Regions from separate parts of the Mus musculus genome. Here region 2 is linked to region 1. Evidence: chromatin contacts called from public Hi-C data. All regions are on one chromosome and are shown on one strand. The core of a region is the stretch at or near the end of the contact, and the rest is flanking DNA. Distances in the headings are between cores, read along the strand shown. Region 1 overlaps Alk (anaplastic lymphoma kinase). Region 2 overlaps Alk (anaplastic lymphoma kinase).

The links. A called contact is a pair of places that touch in the nucleus more often than the background predicts.
Region 2: a contact with region 1 is called in a Hi-C map of the N1E-115 cell line, with 4 times the contacts expected there. The contact joins two enhancer-like sites. A contact is called at or near these places in 1 of 39 promoter capture datasets (hippocampal neurons), 1 of 484 Hi-C or Micro-C datasets (the N1E-115 cell line) and 1 of 115 datasets of contacts at active chromatin or transcription factors (embryonic basal ganglia).

The regions. Positions count from the first base shown.
Region 1 is chr17:71,964,646-71,969,268 of GRCm38.p6, forward strand. It overlaps Alk (anaplastic lymphoma kinase), which reads right to left. Exons shown (of 29, transcript NM_007439.2): 9 at 2,841-3,010. Among named protein-coding and RNA genes, the nearest start is that of Gm41613, 160 kb to the right of the region's middle. Within about 2 kb of position 1,971, at least 24 of the 459 cell types and tissues checked have an H3K27ac peak or open chromatin away from gene starts, as enhancers often do. A contact at or near this core is called in the N1E-115 cell line, where this site is marked.
Region 2 is chr17:72,488,643-72,493,265 of GRCm38.p6, forward strand. The region is part of intron 1 of Alk (anaplastic lymphoma kinase); the gene reads right to left. Among named protein-coding and RNA genes, the nearest start is that of Alk, 110 kb to the right of the region's middle. Within about 2 kb of position 2,574, at least 2 of the 459 cell types and tissues checked have an H3K27ac peak or open chromatin away from gene starts, as enhancers often do. A contact at or near this core is called in the N1E-115 cell line, where this site is marked.

The DNA.
Region 1 (4,623 bases), core at 721-3,220:
TTACAGGATGGGATGGTGAGACTCGGGGAGTTTCAATAGATGGGATGAGGTTACACCACTAACTAAGCTTGGGACCGTCCACTTGAAAGCCTGCGCTCACTTGGACACGCTGCTGTCCCACTTCCTCTCCGTTGCTGCTATAGTCTAGTTTGAGTTTAGCAAGCGAAACTATCAGACAGTTCACCTGCGCTTCCTCATCTTGTGCCTCCGGTCTGCGTGCCTCCCACACTGCCTCTAGCTTTGAGAACAAGTTGGTGGCTGGCAGGCGTTTTTTTTTTGTGAATGGAGACATTTTCTTCCCCCTGTAATTATGTGTGAATTAGGTCACGGTGCATTGTGAACCAAGCTGGCTTTTGTCTGAATCTTCACTGAGTCCTCAAATGGATGCTTTGGCCTCAGGATCAATATTGGAAATACCAGTCTGCTAGTGACCATCAGTGGGGGGAAGAGGAAGGCTAGGAACAAAGTCTCCTTCAAATGCATCTCCTGCGGAAGGGAGCCAGTGGACTCAACGTCCTCCTTGCTTTAAATCCCCTGGAGTAGCTACGAAACAGAGAACTTGCTGGGTTGAAGAGAGAAGGGGTAACAGTCAGAATTAATTTTACATCTCCCAGGAGGGATGGCTCCAGCACCGCCAGCAAGGTTCCAATCCCTGTGTGTGACTGTCACAGTCCCCAAGGATGAAATACCGGCCTATGGAGGTGGCACTCATACTTTCCCCTTCCTCCACTTTAATTAAATCCATTTGTCCCAGGGTCATTGAGCCTGGGGACATCTATGGGCTCTGATCATCAAGCCACATACATTGGAAGGAGAGGATGGATGCTGTTCTGAGTTAGAAGGGGGTTTCTTCTCTATGACAGGAGAGTTCCCATTAGAAGTGGCAAGGAACAGCATATTATGAGGTTTGAGAGAAGAATTCAAAGCCCAGCTCCACACTTACGAAGCCTCATGACAACAGGCATCACTCTTTGCCCTGCTTTGAGCCTTTGGTCCTTGTATTTCAAAGGTTGGTTCACCAGAATGGTAATTTGAGTATCTCTTGTAAGACTATTGTGAAGACTGCACTAGATGGTAGAGCGTGATGCTTAGCCAATAGCAGGTGGTTTTCCCTTCCAGTCTACCCTGTAGGTGAGATGCCACCCTGCCTTTTGCTATAGGCTATGTCTGTGCCACCTGTGGGATATTCAGTAAAGCACAGCAGAGTGTCACAGACATGCTGCTGTGCCAGGCCATTTTTAACTCAAGCATTGCTTGCTCCAGGCTGACTGCAGGTGGCAGGGTAGTGCCATCCTAGGGAGACAAGTGACAGCTGAACTCCACAGGCTTCGGCTCCAATCCAATGCCCCATGCAGCTGGAGATCTGGTAATCCAGCCATATCCATTTGGAAGTGGGAAGGACTAAACCTGGAAGGAGTCAAGGCTCTTGTCCAAGGTCACAGAGGTTACTGGTAGTAAAGTCTGATAAGAACCAGGGTCCCTGGTAGAAGCTCTTCTCTGGTCAGTGAGGAGTCTGGCATCTCCCTATGTCAACCTGCCTCTGGAGCTGAATCAATAGAGCAGTACCCCCCCCCCCCCCGCCCCCTGGTTCCAGTCTTGGCTCAGAGACAAACTTGTTTTGCTCCTTTGATTTTTTTCAGCTTTTCCTCTTTAAAAGAACGGTGGAGAATAGTGATGGAGCTTCCCCACCCACTAAGGTTTTGTTGTTAACGAGGAAAGAGGAAATGAGAGGAAATAAGAGGAAGTAAGGCAACATCCATCAAGTGAGAGAAAATGCCATAGAGATATGAAACCCGAGCATCATTTGGTAGTAGCTCGAGTGCCTCATTTTCTGCTCTCTCCACAGACAGATCCTGAAGAAAGCCAATCAGGCCAGGTGAGAGCTGCAGGAGATGAGTGTTCATTAGTGCGCCATCCCTTGAAGAATCTCGAGCTCCCGGCAATTGGCAGGAGATGTGCATGTCTCTGTGTGTACATGGGTGTGGTGGTTAATATTGACTGCCAACCTGACAGGATGTAGAACTGCCTAGGAGACAGACCTCTGGACTTGTCAGTGAAAGGATTTTAGATTGGGTTTACTGAGGTGGGAAGACCCAACCTAAAACCATTCAATGGAGCGGTACCATCCAATGGGGCACTACCATCCAAGAGGGCAGTACCATCCAATGGGGAGGAGTCTCAGGCTGAAGTAAAAGAAAGAAGCCAGGCCAACACCAGCTTTTATGGCTCTATGATTACTCATCTCTGATGCAGTGTAACCAGCTGCCTTATGCTTTTGTCATTGTGCTGTCCCTGCTATGATGGCTTAAACCCTCAAACTACGAGCCAAAATAAACCCTTCTGTGATGGTTTGTGTATTCTCTGCCCAGGGAGTGACACTATTAGAAGGTATGGCCCTGTTGGTGTAGGGGTGTCACTGTGGGTATGGGCTTTAAGACCCTCATCCTAAGTGCCTGGAAGTCAGTCTTCCACTAGCCGCCTTCAGATGAAGATGTAGAACTCTCAGCAACTCCTGAACCATGCCTGCCTGGATGCTGCCCTGCTCCCATCTTGATGGTCATGAACTGAACCTCCGAACCTGTACGCCAGCCCCAACTAAATGTTGTCCTTTATAAGACTTGCCTAGGTCATGGTGTCTGTTCACAGCAGTAAAACCCAAACAAAGTCACCTTCCCTCCTTAAGTTGTCAGGTACTTTGTCATAGCAAAGAGAAAAAAACAACCAATCAAACGTCTTAGATAAAGGGCATGGGGGAGTGTGAGACCTTCCCAGGTCAGCACTGTGCCTTGTAGGGTAAAACAAAGCAGGAGGTGGGGTGGGGGGAATGAATAGTAACTCACCTGTCAGTCACATCGAGGAGGGACAGCACTGTATGCTGCCACAGGCTTAAGCCTTCGTCAGTGGCGACATGCCAGACAGTCCGGCTTTGCTCCTTTCCGGTTTTGTTCTCCACCAGCACCAGAGATACGTTTCCTCTCAAAACCCCGCGGATGAGCCAGGACATGCGGAGCTGAGAGAGAGAGAGAGAGAGATGCACACATCAGTTAAAATGTTATTGTACCACGGAAACCTCAAGTATCCTTGCAGCCCCGGCAGAAGCTTAAAGGACTTTGCTGGAGGCTCATCTGAATTGATCCAGCAAAGGCAGCTGATGCCCACAGCCTGATCTTGCTAACAGCTGCCAAAGGACTTTCACTGGAGTTCAAGGATCTGGGCAGGAACCACCATCGAGCAATCCGAAGCTTCATTGAGGCTGATGATATCACCCCAAATTTCAGTGATTCTACCTCTGCACTAGACCAGTAGGGTTATTCAGGCGAGCTTCCTTAAGGATACCCAAAGATTTTTGCCTATGGTCTCAACTCACTATGTGATGTAATAGAGGTGATTTTTTTTCCCATTCAATTTCTTTTGATTTAGGAATAATGGACTTTTGTATTCCTTCTAATAATTACAGGTGTTGTTTGAACAGTGTCAGATCACATGTTAGCTAATGGGAGACTTCCTCTCTCTCTCTCTCTCTCTCTCTCTCTCTCTCTCTCTCTCTCTCTCAGATACACACCTATATATCATGATATCCTAATATAGTTATCTTCCCAAATAAGGATGCTGCTTTGCCAAAAGGAAGCCGAAAGCGTCTGTTTTTGTTGTGTCGTGGGTTTCTATGGCACCATTCCCTAGACATTTGAAAGGAAACAGTAGCTAATAGTAGTCTTTATAAGAAAGTGTAAATGTAGTCATGTTCAGAGGCAGTGCAGGCTACAAACTGAGGTTTAAGATAATAGAGGTTGTGTTTGATCGAGGCAATCTACAAACAACACCTAGCATGTAAAAGAACTCTGCTGTTCAGAGTCTGAAAGAAAAAGGCTCCCGGAGAAAGATGGGCAAACATAGTGTATCCTGAACATGCAGAGCTCTGGTCAGCCATGGTTCTTGGCTCTCGTGGTTTGAAGAGCTAGTTCTCTGTCATGCCCAGCTTCTGTCTCCCAAGCCCTGACTGGTAGCTGCTTTACAATTCAATTGAAGAGGATGGTACCACCATCCATAGTAGCCTGATAATTTATACTGTCCTACCTAGAAACCCCATCTCTAACCAAGCCATAGCTGGATCCTGGGTCCTGATCCGGTGAGTCAAATTTACCGTCACATGTCTCTATCCAGGGGAACAAATACTCACCCCCATTAAAACCTCCCATGGTAGCTGAAGGAATCTACCAATGTTTTTCTGTCTTTACTCAGTTTTCTTGTATGGCTGGATAACACTGATTAGAGGATTTAACCAACTCCACCTTAGGTAATGCTAACCAAACCTACACTATAGGCAATACTTTCTTATAGTCTATGGCATGCAGTGTCCTGCTTGGGACTGTGCCTGACATGTACTCTCCTTTATTTTGCTCCAGAACACTGTGGATTTGGACTTGGAAAGTGGAACTGTTGTTCCTCAGTGCCCTTGGTTGTTGGTACTTACCTCTGTGCATGTGTTGGTACTTTCTCCATTCTGTGGCTGCCCATCCCACCGCCTTCTAGCCCCTGCCCTTTCAATTGATCCCCCCCTTTCCCCTACCACCTTCAATCGCTGTGCCTATAGCTCTTCTGTCCACAAAGAAGATCAGATCCCTC
Region 2 (4,623 bases), core at 1,324-3,823, 520 kb after region 1:
TTGGATAGTGTTTTGCTGGGGAAACACATGAAGAAACATTTCGCTAAAGCAGACACAGGTGAAAGGATGTTCTGCTAAAGCAAGCATGTGAAAGGACATGTGATGAAAGATTCTTTGCTAATGACATGCATATGTTGGTCCACCTTACATTGTGTAGTGGAGCTTCATTAGTCGGGACTCTGGGAAACACACCAAAAAACTTCTGGTGGTGTATCACATCTTCTTGCTGAGTCTGTGAACTCAAGCCAATAGACAGAGTAATGTCAACTGAGACAGACTCGTGTGCTGAGGCTAGACAGATGGACACATGATGTTTGGAGGGAGTATAAATAGAGCTTAATGGACAGTGGTGGAGGCTTGCCTGGGCTTGCCTGTAGAGCTATCTGTACAATGCTTGTTAGTCTCGAGTCTTCGCTGATCTTCAGTTTACTGAGATGGGCACAGCTAAGAACTTTTTCTGATATTCTTGTTGGACCTGTTCCCTCCTGCTGACTTGTGCCAATTCGGTTCATACCTGGCTATTCCTGCTGTTGTGCCACAGCTGCTGCTATCCTGACACTACTGAACTAGAGTGCTGTTATATAATATCCATGAAGTGTGTGTGAGCAGATAGAGCTGACACTGCTGAGCCGTGAACTGAACTGTTGATTTCCTGACAATGCAGATGGGATTTGCTCCAAAGAACCATTTCTAAACAGGTTCACTTCTCTCTATCCTTTCATTTCTACTCCCTCTGGTGGGTGGTGGGCTAGAAGGAAGGTTAAAATGTTTAAGGACCATCATTAAAAGTAGGCTTTGAAAAACATTAAAGTTACAAGTAGTAAAACCTACTAATGGAATGTGTGAGTAGGGAGCTATAAGGCTATGTAGGCAAGCACAATTTTATTGAAGATGATGTGGTAGTTGGTAATTTGGAGTATTCATCTATTGATGTCCAACTGGAACTCTCCTTTCTGTGGCCTATCCTGGCCCAATTTCCCAATCTGTGCATAGTGGGTATTTCCAGATGTTTCCTGAGTGCCAGCTATGACAAGAAAAAAAGGAGAAGAGAGGACTTAAAGTCGCCCAGGAGGATACTGAAGAACTGATGTTACCATAAAGGTGGGGGCATGGCTCAGTGGAGAGAGTGCTTCCCAGGCAAGCATGAGGTCAGGCATCTAATCGCAACTCCTACACAAAACCAAGTACCTCTAATTCCAGTCCTGGGAGATAGGTGAGTCCCTAGAGCTTGCTGATCAGCTAGCAGTTTAGTCAATGGGTAAGCCCCATGTTCAATATAACGACTTTGTCTGGAAAAAGAAGGGTGTGGGGAAATAGAGGGAATACCCAGCATCTGTCTCTGGCCTCCACAAATCCACACACTGCACATATGCACAAGCATCCCTCATGTATTTGCACACACACAAACAACTGCGAATGCATAGATCATCCAAAAATAATAAAAATATTAAGGATAAATGTCAGGTAGAGATATGCCTGATTCACAGCGGCTATCTTCAGTGCATGCATAAAGAATTTCTGAGCACGGATGGACAGGACTGTTTCTGAGTCACCAAGACATGGTAAACGGAAAGGGAGTTTTATGTAGGCATTCTGGGACACATCTGTAATCTCAGCATTCAGGAGTTGAGCCACAAAGAACACAAGTTCTAGGACAGATGGGAAAAGCTGGTGCAACAGAAGAATATGTTAGGTGTTGGGAGGGAGAATGAGTCTTGGAGAAGAGACCACTGGTCTGTGTTAGATGGTTGCCAGGGAGAACAAAGGCACACAAGCGCATGCTTCTCTCTTTCATTAGAGATCCCAGGCATCGACCATTCAAAGTACTTTTAAGCTACACTTGGGATCAATCTTCAGCAAGGATTACAATCTAGGCAGATTGAAGATGACAATTAAAACTTTATTTTTTTTTAATCCAAAAACAGCGCTCAGGGTCTTTCCAAAATGTTGTCAGGTACTTCAAAGAGCTAGTTTTTTTTTTTCTATCTCCCCCCATGACAGTCTAGAAATATCTGTCATTTTTGTCCCTGTGGCTACACCAGTGTGCTAATAAGAAACAAGGGAGAAGATGAATCTCTCCCCAGACTCTCATCCGGGGAAGCCAGGGGAGCTTGAATGATAAAGAATAGAAGATAACCAGAGCGGCGTGAGCCTTGTGCCATTGATTTTGCATCTGTCTCAAAACATTACTCATTGGAATAGTGTCAGGCAGCCCTCAGGAAGAGAGGGAGGCAGCAGCTTCCTTCCACTGGGGAGGGCAATGCTCTCCAGGGCCCAACCCATTCTAGTGGGGGTGGGCAGAAGAGAATCTCAGGGTTTCCTTTCTTGGCTCGCTTCCAGGCTCCAGTAATTTTCTGAGTGAAATGTCAATGGTTTTAAATTAGTACCTGGAAGGTTCTGCAGAGGGTAAAGTACTGGCTGGACAGCTCCAATGACCACCAGTTTCTCTCAAGCCAGTAAGCAAGAGGTGGAAATGGGAGGCTGAGAGTTCAGCTCAGTGGGAGAGAACTCAGTGAAAGAGAGCTTGCCTCCCATGCATGAGGCTCTGAGTTCAATCCCTGGTATTGAGGGGAGGTCTAAGTGATCAATCAGATGATCGCTGGGGATAGTAGATGAAGGGAATAAGAAGTTGGAGTTACAAGGGAACTGAAAGTTCTGAGTGCCGTTTCTCCTCAAGTATAGACTCTGTGTGATGGTGCAACGTCTCATTTTAGATGGTCCACGACAAGAATGGATTATTGGATCTTCTTAAATCACAGAGGGAGAGGGGTTGGGGATTTAGCTCAGTGGTAAAGCGATTGCCTAGCAAGCACAAGGCCAAGGGTTCCATCCTCAGCTCTGAAAAAAAAATCACAGAGGGAGAAAGTTTTTCTCTCTCCATCTTCTTTGAGTCCTTTTGTGTTTCAGTAAGCAGAAAGCTTTAACACCTCTTAGCATTGGACCATTTGAAAAACAAACAAACAAACAAACAAACAAAAAACATTTACTGCATCTGACTAGCACGGAGATGCAGGAATTCACAAACAAGACTGGAGTTTGGAGAACAGGTGTTGGAGCCCAAAGCAGGAAATCCATTCCCCACAGTGATATTCCTTTCATTTGAAGAGGGATAATCTAGGCAAAACAAAACAAAACAAAACAAAACAAAATAAAATAAAATAAAACAAAACAAACAAACACCTAATACTGTGAAAGAAGCTTGACTTTTTTTCTTTTCTATTTATCATCCATTTATCTGTCCGTCTGTCCACCCATCAGTCCATCCATCCATCCATCCATTTATGGTATTAGAGGATGAGCTCAGGGTCTCACCAGGAACTTATGCATTCTAGGCAAGTGCATACACAGCTCTTGTAAAATATATTTCTATTTTGACACAGGGTCTCAGATTTGATTGCCTCTCTCTGCTCTGCAGGCTCCAGTGCAGGTGGTCCTCCTGTCAGCCCCCCAAGAAGCCAGAATTACAGACCTGTGCCCCAAAGTTGGGTTCAGCCATACAAATCTCAGCCATACAAAAGTCAGTCTTTCCTTACTTTATTTTAGTGTGTGTGTGTGTGTATGTGTGTGTGTGTGTGTGTGTGTGTGTGTGTGTGTTATCTAAGCACACTCATGTGGTGTGAGGGTGTTTCAGTGGAGACATCGGGTTGATAAGCCTCTTCTTCGGTGTCCACCTTATTTTGTGAGGCAAGGCATTCGTTCTGATTTGAATCCAGAATCCCCTGATTGGGTTAGGCTGGCTACTTAGTTTGCTCTGGGGATCTCCTGTCCCAGCTTTCCAAGTATGCTTACATTACAGGTAGGAACCACGTTCACCTGGCATTTCCATGAGTCCTGGGAATCTAAGCTTAGGTCCTCACACTTATGTGGCAAGTGTTTCATCTATGGAGCCATCTTCCCAGCTCCAAGTCTCTCCTTTTTAAGCCAAGAATCATGAACTTGTGCATCAACTGACCACTCTCAACTCAATCCTCCAATCCTATGCTGCTGGAATGCCCCTCATTAGGATGAAGTAGTTACAAAGTTAAGTACAAGATGCCTGCTCCTGGCAGCTTGGTCACTGCCCTGCCTTGGGACAGCCTGCCCGACCAGAATACAAAACTATCAGCGGAAGTCTGCCCTCACACTGTCTGCCATGCATCACATCCTCACGCAATTGCTTCTTGATGGATGTAGCCAACACAACTTCATGTGTCTGCCACGGCCCCAGTGACCTTTCAGATCTCTGAGTTAAAGGGACTATTATTCATCTTTATGTACAGCTTCCTGTGACAGGACTGCATGATAAAGCCCAGAGACACTCTGATGAAGTAAATAATTTAGCCCCATTCATAATCACCTGCTGTTCCCAAATCCTAATGCCTTTCCAGGGATTGCTTTGCCAAACCAATGAAATAGTGAATCCCTTATTGATGACACCGGGGAACTGTAAACTTTCCACAGAAGCTCGACTTTAGCCAAGAGCACATCCATTTTAAGCAGGACTGCAAGTGAGGGACACTTCTTACCGCAGGTCTGTAATCACAGACCTATCACACAGCTCCATTTCCATCTGAAAATCATGCATATCGATTACTGGGAAGGTACTATGTATTACATGTATTATTTTGTTTAATTTTCCAAACA